Linked DNA regions of Mus musculus: region 1 is linked to region 2. Evidence: chromatin contacts called from public HiChIP or PLAC-seq data. All regions are on one chromosome and are shown on one strand. Each heading gives the region's core, a stretch centred on a gene start, on an enhancer-like site or on the middle of the called end of the contact. The rest is flanking DNA. Distances are from core to core; before and after follow the strand shown. Region 1 overlaps Gm35835 (a long non-coding RNA gene). Region 2 overlaps Gm35940 (a long non-coding RNA gene).

The links. HiChIP or PLAC-seq counts read pairs in DNA pulled down with a chosen protein or histone mark.
Region 1: a contact with region 2 is called in an H3K27ac HiChIP or PLAC-seq map of the NIH/3T3 cell line, with 3 times the contacts expected there. The contact joins two enhancer-like sites. A contact is called at or near these places in 2 of 484 Hi-C or Micro-C datasets (adipose-derived mesenchymal stem cells and embryonic fibroblasts) and 2 of 115 datasets of contacts at active chromatin or transcription factors (the NIH/3T3 cell line and embryonic fibroblasts).

What each region holds. Positions count from the first base shown.
Region 1 is chr9:41,658,168-41,661,847 of GRCm38.p6, forward strand. It overlaps Gm35835 (a long non-coding RNA gene), which reads right to left. Exons shown (of 5, transcript XR_379295.4): 5 at 1-2,404. Among named protein-coding and RNA genes, the nearest start is that of Gm35835, 77 kb to the right of the region's middle. Within about 2 kb of position 2,059, at least 34 of the 459 cell types and tissues checked have an H3K27ac peak or open chromatin away from gene starts, as enhancers often do. A contact at or near this core is called in the NIH/3T3 cell line, adipose-derived mesenchymal stem cells and embryonic fibroblasts, where this site is marked.
Region 2 is chr9:41,806,656-41,810,366 of GRCm38.p6, forward strand. All of the region lies in intron 1 of Gm35940 (a long non-coding RNA gene), which reads left to right. Among named protein-coding and RNA genes, the nearest start is that of Gm35940, 2.9 kb to the left of the region's middle. Within about 2 kb of position 2,381, at least 60 of the 459 cell types and tissues checked have an H3K27ac peak or open chromatin away from gene starts, as enhancers often do. A contact at or near this core is called in the NIH/3T3 cell line, adipose-derived mesenchymal stem cells and embryonic fibroblasts, where this site is marked.

The DNA.
Region 1 (3,680 bases), core at 809-3,308, 150 kb before region 2:
GCACTTGACTCACCATCTGGTATACCTGAAAATCTTCTTTGAAATGTAGAAAAGGATGTTGTTTCAGCCTGCATCAGAAACATCCTCACCCCATTACAAGTTCTTTCTGGGATTGCTAGCCTCTCCAAGAAGGATGGTGGCAAGGGAGGGGCCAGCAGAAAACAGTTGACTGTTATTTCCCAGGTGGACCAAGAAAGCTGAAGGAGGTGGCTAGGTTGGGAGGGGAAGCCCCTTCACAGCCAGATGGATTGCCCTTTCTCTCACCTGTAGAATTAGAACTGTTGACAAACACAGTGTATGCAGATACTCAGCCACAAGCCAAGGAGCTACCTCCATGACCACTCACAGCACAGGGCTTCTTTCTGTGGCAGAGCAGTATGTCCAAGCTTTTCCCTAAGCCTTCCCAGTTTCTTCTTCCAGATTTGCCTGAGGAATTGGTCTTAAAGGGCAAGGGTTTACACAGAGCTAGGAGTCATGACAGTAGGGTTTCACACTGGGCTTTGTCAACAAACCTCTAGCTTGTTAGTAGTTAGGTGAATACTTAACACAGTCTAAGTAAGGTAATTTACCCAAATCATATATACATATATGTATATGTATATGTATATGTATATGTATATGTATATGTATATGTATATGTATATGTATATGTATATGTATATACATATATGTGTGTGTGTATGCACTCTATTGAATCCATCTAAAGTGCCAACTTTAAAAAAATTCCTAAAAATTTTAATAAAATATTCACAAAAATTTCTGTTATAAGTGTTGTCATGGTCACGGTGTCTCTTCAGAGCAACAAAGTCCTGACTAAGACAGCACAAAATAAGCCAAGCAATGTCATATGTATAAGGCTGACCATGTTCAGTGTCTTTGGTTCTCACCAGCATACAGCTCCAAAATGTTTCATCCTTACACACAGAAACTGCACCCACTGTACCTCATATAGCTCCCTACTCCTTCAAGTCCCCATCTACTTTCTTCTTATGAATGTGACTAGTCTAGATATTTCACATGAGTGGACTCCTGTGGAATTTTCCCTTGGTGATTGTTTATTCCACTTAACAGACATCCATGCCTTAGCATGCTTCAAACTTTCCTTCTTCTGTAAGGCTGAATAGTAGTTCCATGTGTATACATGTGTACATGTACCACATTTTATTTATCCACTCATCTGTTAATGGATATCTGACTTATGTTTACCTCTTAGCTACTGTGAATAACTCTTCTTTATCTGCTTTGATATTGCTTTCAAATGTTCTGGATATATAGATCCCAAAGTAAAATTTGGGGGAAATCACATGGAAATTTTATTTTTGATATTTTTCAAAGACTTGCTGCACTGTTATGCATGGAGGACAGACTTGTTTCGCATGACGACACGATGCCCAGGCAGACATGCAAGAGCCAGCTCGACCATCTCAGTGTCCCTAAGGATGCAAATGGGGGGCTTTGCCTGTCAATCAATGCCCTGGACCAGTACCGAAAATTGTTTCTAGGATCAATTTTAGTCTAGTAAATCTTTGGTTCCTATTTTAATGTTCCTTTTTTACTTTCTTCCTGTGTGTAATGAATGTATGCAGTCACACAGATACACCACGGCTGACATGCAGAGGTCAGGGGTCAGCTATGTATCTTCAGTTCTTCCCTTCCATTTTTACATGGGGTCCAGGAACCAAACGCAGGCCTCCAGGTTCGCACAGCGAGCTCTTTCTCTACTGGGACTTCTCACCGGCTCCTCTTTGCCTGTTCAATTTTATTCTCCCCCTGTTTCTCTCCTGTTCTTTATCTAGTTTTTTTTCTTCTTACCTCCTTTAGCATAAATTTAGCAGCATGCCTATTTTTGAAGCTATATCTCAGATACAAATCATAAACATTGACTGTGAGTTTGGAGAAAAAAAAATTACAGCAAAAGAGAAAACAAGTGAACCCATTCAAGAGAAACATTGAGGCTCCCGACCCAGGTTTGGTGCCATTGTGCTTCCAATATGTTTTGAATTAGGTTATGTCAACCATGACTACAAGCTGAAAACATTCAAAGCAACCCTGGAACAAGGCATATTTGGTTTCTTCCAAGGGAGTTTTCAAAGTATACTTAAGAGCAGAACTCTGGAATGTATAAACACAGGGGAAAGGGTGGCAAGCAGGTCATCTTCCTGGTCCACGGCATGGAGGCTTTCGAAGTATCCAAAGCTCGTTTCTCTCATCGAGGTTGCTTGGAGAGTTGATTCTTCTTTAGCCTCCACACTTGCACGGGAGAGGCCACTCAGAAGGAAGTGAGCAGGGGAAGAGTCTGAAACAAGTTATGTGGACAGACATGGTATCTGTCCACAGTCCTTAGACTCAGATGGGATTTATTCCCATTTCACAAACAGTGCATGTTATTGTGGTGGCCTGACACCTAAGAAAACAGAATGGAATATAAGTTATAAGGGGACAAAGATTTTTCCTGGGGAAAACAAAGATATTGCTGGTTTTATACAGAGTAGACAGAAAACTTATGAAAGAAAATTTCACAAACCGTGAAAAGAAATCTACCCGACTACAGAGAGACGGATGAATCACTTAATAAGGAACTCGGCCTGCTCACATCCGCAGTCCTGAAGGCATCCCTACAGTGAGTCACAGAGTCTGTCTCAAGGTTCCCAATGTTCTGCCATTCAGGACTGGTATACTTTGAACACCTCACTCAGAAAGTAGTAAAAATAGGCCACTCCAGAGAGGTCTTTTCTGCAAAAGCCATGTGTCTTCTTTGGTCATGATGCAAGTCAAATGAAGTGTCAGACCACACAGTCCTCTGTGCTCATATGTCATGTTTTCATTACAGTAATAGTACAACTTTAAAATGTAAGGGCTTACATATTCATTACAATTCTAGGTAAGACAGGCTCCTTGTCAATCCAGTGCTGCCACTCCTGACAGTGGGGATGGTGGTGATGTTGGTCATGATAATGTGATATGTCCTGTTGTGAGGACAAGAGCAGATCCTGTATGTAGCACATCCACAATTTTCTAGGCTCTTGTTTCCTAAGTGTTAAGCAGGACTCCTGCTGTTACAGTCACCGTTATCACCTCTGCTTACACCACTGGTCTAAGATGGTCTATAGCCACTGATAAGGCTGCTTGTAGGGTCCAAAGCTGCCTCTATCATTTGTAATCTGTAGAACTCTGGGAAAGTCATCTTCTGCCTCAGTGGTCTTACTTAGGAAATAAAGGCAATGCCTTATACTCTATCTATCTATCTATCTATCTATCTATCTATCTATCTATCTATCTATCTATCTACCTATCTATCTATCTATCTATCTATCTATCTATCAACTATCTATTTTCTACATGCCATCTATCTACCATCTACTTTTCTGTCTTCCTATCTATATTCTGTCTTCCTTTAATCATGTGTCGGTACTGTTTTCTTTACCATCTGTCTTCTATCTATCATCTATCTATCTATCTATCTATCTATCTATCTATCTATCTATCTATCTACCTATCATATATCTATGACATATCCATTATGTATCTATTATTGTCTATAAAACAGGAACAAGAGAGGAATAATCATTCAAGTAACACTAAAATTATTTTTATTATATTTTTGCATGTGTCTGTCTGTCTGTCTTTCTGTGTCTGTGTGCATGCTCGCAAGTGCACATGCCTACAAAATAGATGTAGAA
Region 2 (3,711 bases), core at 1,131-3,630:
AGTTTGCCTTTCTTTGCAAAGAGAGAACTAAGTCTTCTGAAGTAAGAGATGCATAGAGACTTGTGGGTCCGATTCTGTCCTAAGTAACTCAACACGGATTGTCCAGCATTCTGCAGACAAGCCCAAGGCCTTCATTCTTCCTTCCTCATACCACGGGACCTTATAGCAGAGTTTCTTGAACACTTCCTACTCACTAGCCTCCTCCACTGGATGAAACATTTACATAACCCTAAGTATGTAAGTGTATAAGATAGATCTACAGATCAAATATATTTACTGATAAATCATAAAGAAAATTGTTTTAAAACAATTCTTTGTTATCCACATAATTGTAGCATTATTAAAGATGGAAGAAAACTGATGATATAAATGTGTCTCTTTATTTTTATATAAACAGTTAAATCATGCTCGAATAGTTGATACTATGGGATGTTCAGCATCTTCAATGTTTTTCAGAGTTGATCTATATTTTGACTTTATGATTATCAATGCTGAAAATCTGCTTCACAAAAACATATAGACTAAAGCAGAAATAAATTTAGGAGTATTTCAGAAACTGCTGGCAAATATCCAAATCCCAAGCCAAAATCCATTGGGTAACTTTTTATGAGACTGAAGGCAGCAACTCAAAAACCAAACATTCACACAGTACAATCCAGGGATACACAAACTTGATACAAACATGGTGAGAAACAATGCTCAAGAAACATTAAAAATCTTTATTTGCATGAATTAATTCATCATGTTTCCATAAGATCAGAAAATGTTGCTTGAGTATCAAAAACTCTGCAGTGCATAGCATGCAATAGCCTCAAATATGGAAGAGGTACTGCAGGCAGCCGTCGCTGGTGCTCGGTGGTGTGACACCCTGTGCAAGTATGACATTGTGTGCAAAGTGAATACGTTGTGTGTTTAGGACCAAGTCTGCAGTGAAGTCATGTGATACAGTACAGGCAAACTCTGCAAGAAACACCTCAGGTTCACCATAGGGTTGGTTTTAAATTAATTTTGATGGTTATGTGCTTGAGAGCCGTACATCACTGCTAAAATTTTCTGATCCCCACATTCAGCTACACCCATGTTTTAAGAAGCTAAAGGCCTGATGTGGTGGTTTGAAGAGACGGGTTTGAAGATCTTATATTTGAACGTGTAGACATCAAGGAGTGGCACTATTTGAAAGGATTAGGAGGTGTGGCCTAATTGAAGGAAGTGTGTCACTGGAGATGGGCCTAGTTGCTCTGTCTTCCTGCTGCCTGTGGATCCACACGTGAAGTTCATAGCTTCATTTCCAGCACCATGAATACCTGTGTGCTGTCATGCTTCTACCATGATAATGGATGAAACCTCTGAACTGTAATTTCAGTTAAGTGTGTGTGTGTGTGTGTGCATGTGTGTATACATGTGCATATATGAATGCCCATGGCCATCCTGTCTTTTCACAGCAATAGAGCACTAAGAAAGAAGACCATAATATTGAGGTTTTACCTTCAATGTAATTTTTCATGCCTACTTCTCACTGAATCACTATAAAGAAGCCAAAGAAAAATCTTCCTGAGCAGTGCCTGCCTTAATTTTCTTACTGTAAGAATCACACACCTACTCAGCCCATCTGTCATTATAGCAATGTTAAAAAGTGACATTCTTAAGGTGTAACAATGAAGATTTAAGTGAGGCCCATGTTTCCAAGTGAAGCCCTAATGTTTGATTCAGATCCAGTGATTTGAATCAAAATATTTCCATGGGAACCTGCAGCCAGCCTGAAATACTTACTCCCAAATTGAATAAATCTTTTTTTTAATAAGTTCTGGGTTTTGTTTGTTTATTTTTTATTTGCTCTCTAAACCAATACAATGAACTGAAAGACAGTTTTAAAAACAATACTGACACATGCAGATAAAAGCTGTCCTTTCTAAACAGTATTTAAACAATAAAATTAAATTTCTTTGAGCATCAATTCCCTGAGCTGTAGACAGTGTCTAGTACAATGGAGAACAAATGGATGAGTGAATGAATGAAAAAAAAACTTTGTTTAAATGAAAGATTTATAAGATCTGAAGAGAAAGCAGACTATGAAAGACTTTCAAAACTTGTGTTCAGTGGCCAGTGATGAACTGATCAATAAGAAAGAGCCAGAAATGGTAACACATGAAGCTGGGAAACTCACAAAGTCTATCTTAAGATAGCATTAAGAAGAATACTGAAGGAAGAAGTCAGCCTATTGGGTCAGAAGATCAGGGTCACCAGAATTGTTATCATAGACTACCACAAACTGATTCAACTAATTTTCCGCTGAGCAATGCATTCCAGGGCTTTTGAAAGTCCCCACACTTCACAGCATGCTTCCCCAGCAGGAAGGGCCCCTTAAACATAATTTGATTCAGTCCATGTGTTTAGAAGAAAAAGGCAAAGACCCAAAGCAGTGGTGTAGCATGCCCGAGGTCACACAGTTATGTAGCCACCCACTCAATGTTCCTTCCAGGGCACCATGGTACCATGCTAAGAGTTCGTGGAAGGGATGGAAAGCCAGGATAGTGAAAAGCAGGATTCTAGACACAGAAGAGCTACTTAAGAAAGGATGGGCTCTAAGGATTCAGAGTGAGTGGGGAAAAACAGGAAAGAATGTAAAACATTGATGTAAAGGAGCCTCAAGACTCCCCGCAGAGCAAGAGGGACACAAGAACTTGGTTGATAAACATATGGAGAAGGAACATGGCTATAAATCCAGTTGGGACACTTCCTTTTCAAAGGATCTGTCCCAAACACAGCAATGTCACAGGAATGCAGGCTGCTTTGCTGTTGGCTGGAAGAAAGAGAAAGTGGCTTGAGCCACGCCTCATAGCAAGCATTTCCGAGTGAGATTCCATCATCCCAAGCGGTGCCAGAACCACCAAACCACCAAGGACCATGGGGAAATGACTGGCTACTCTGATCCAAGCAGAACCAAAGGATTGAGATGTTCCAGGAGTTGCTTTTAAAGAAAGTTTTCCCCTGCCCTACTGAGAAGAGAAAACCCATGAAGAAGGGAGAAATGGAGCTGTGTTACAATTCATCAGTAAAGCAGGAGAGCGAGAAAGGCAGGAACAAGGCGGCTTATATACTTTCCATAGCATGAAAACCTGTGGGCCTGGAAGGGAATGCAATGAGAACTTTTGACATAGACAGCCAAGATTTGGCTGCTGGACTGTTGGAATAGCTGCAGACACAGGGAAGAGTGAAACATGCAGCCTCCTAAGGGCTGGCATAAGAACATAGCCCGGACAAGAAGACAGGCAGCCAAAAGCCTAATTGCCTTAAAGTTCAGGTCGAGCCTGGAGACCCAGTGCTAGAACTTTGCCCAAATGAGGGAAATGGGGCTTCTGTCTAATGAACTCAATCAGGCAGATGGACCCTCTCACTTTCTACACTGTGTTCAGACTGTCGGAGATCAAGATAAACCACGGTCGCTCTGAAACAGTCCTTTCTCCTTTGCTCTGCCTGTCAATGGCCTCATAACCTTCAGACCTTTTTGAATGTTCTGTAGGAGCAAGCCGAGAATGATTGGACAACCAGTTGTTTTGTTCTGTTTTGTTTTTTGTTTTTAATGCATGTAGTGACTTCTTGAGGATTCTAATTAGGAGATGATAAACATGTAGGACCTTAGATCAAGTGTGTGAAGCATCAAGCCGCCTTCCATCACTACACTCTGCACACACACAAAGCAACAACTAAGGT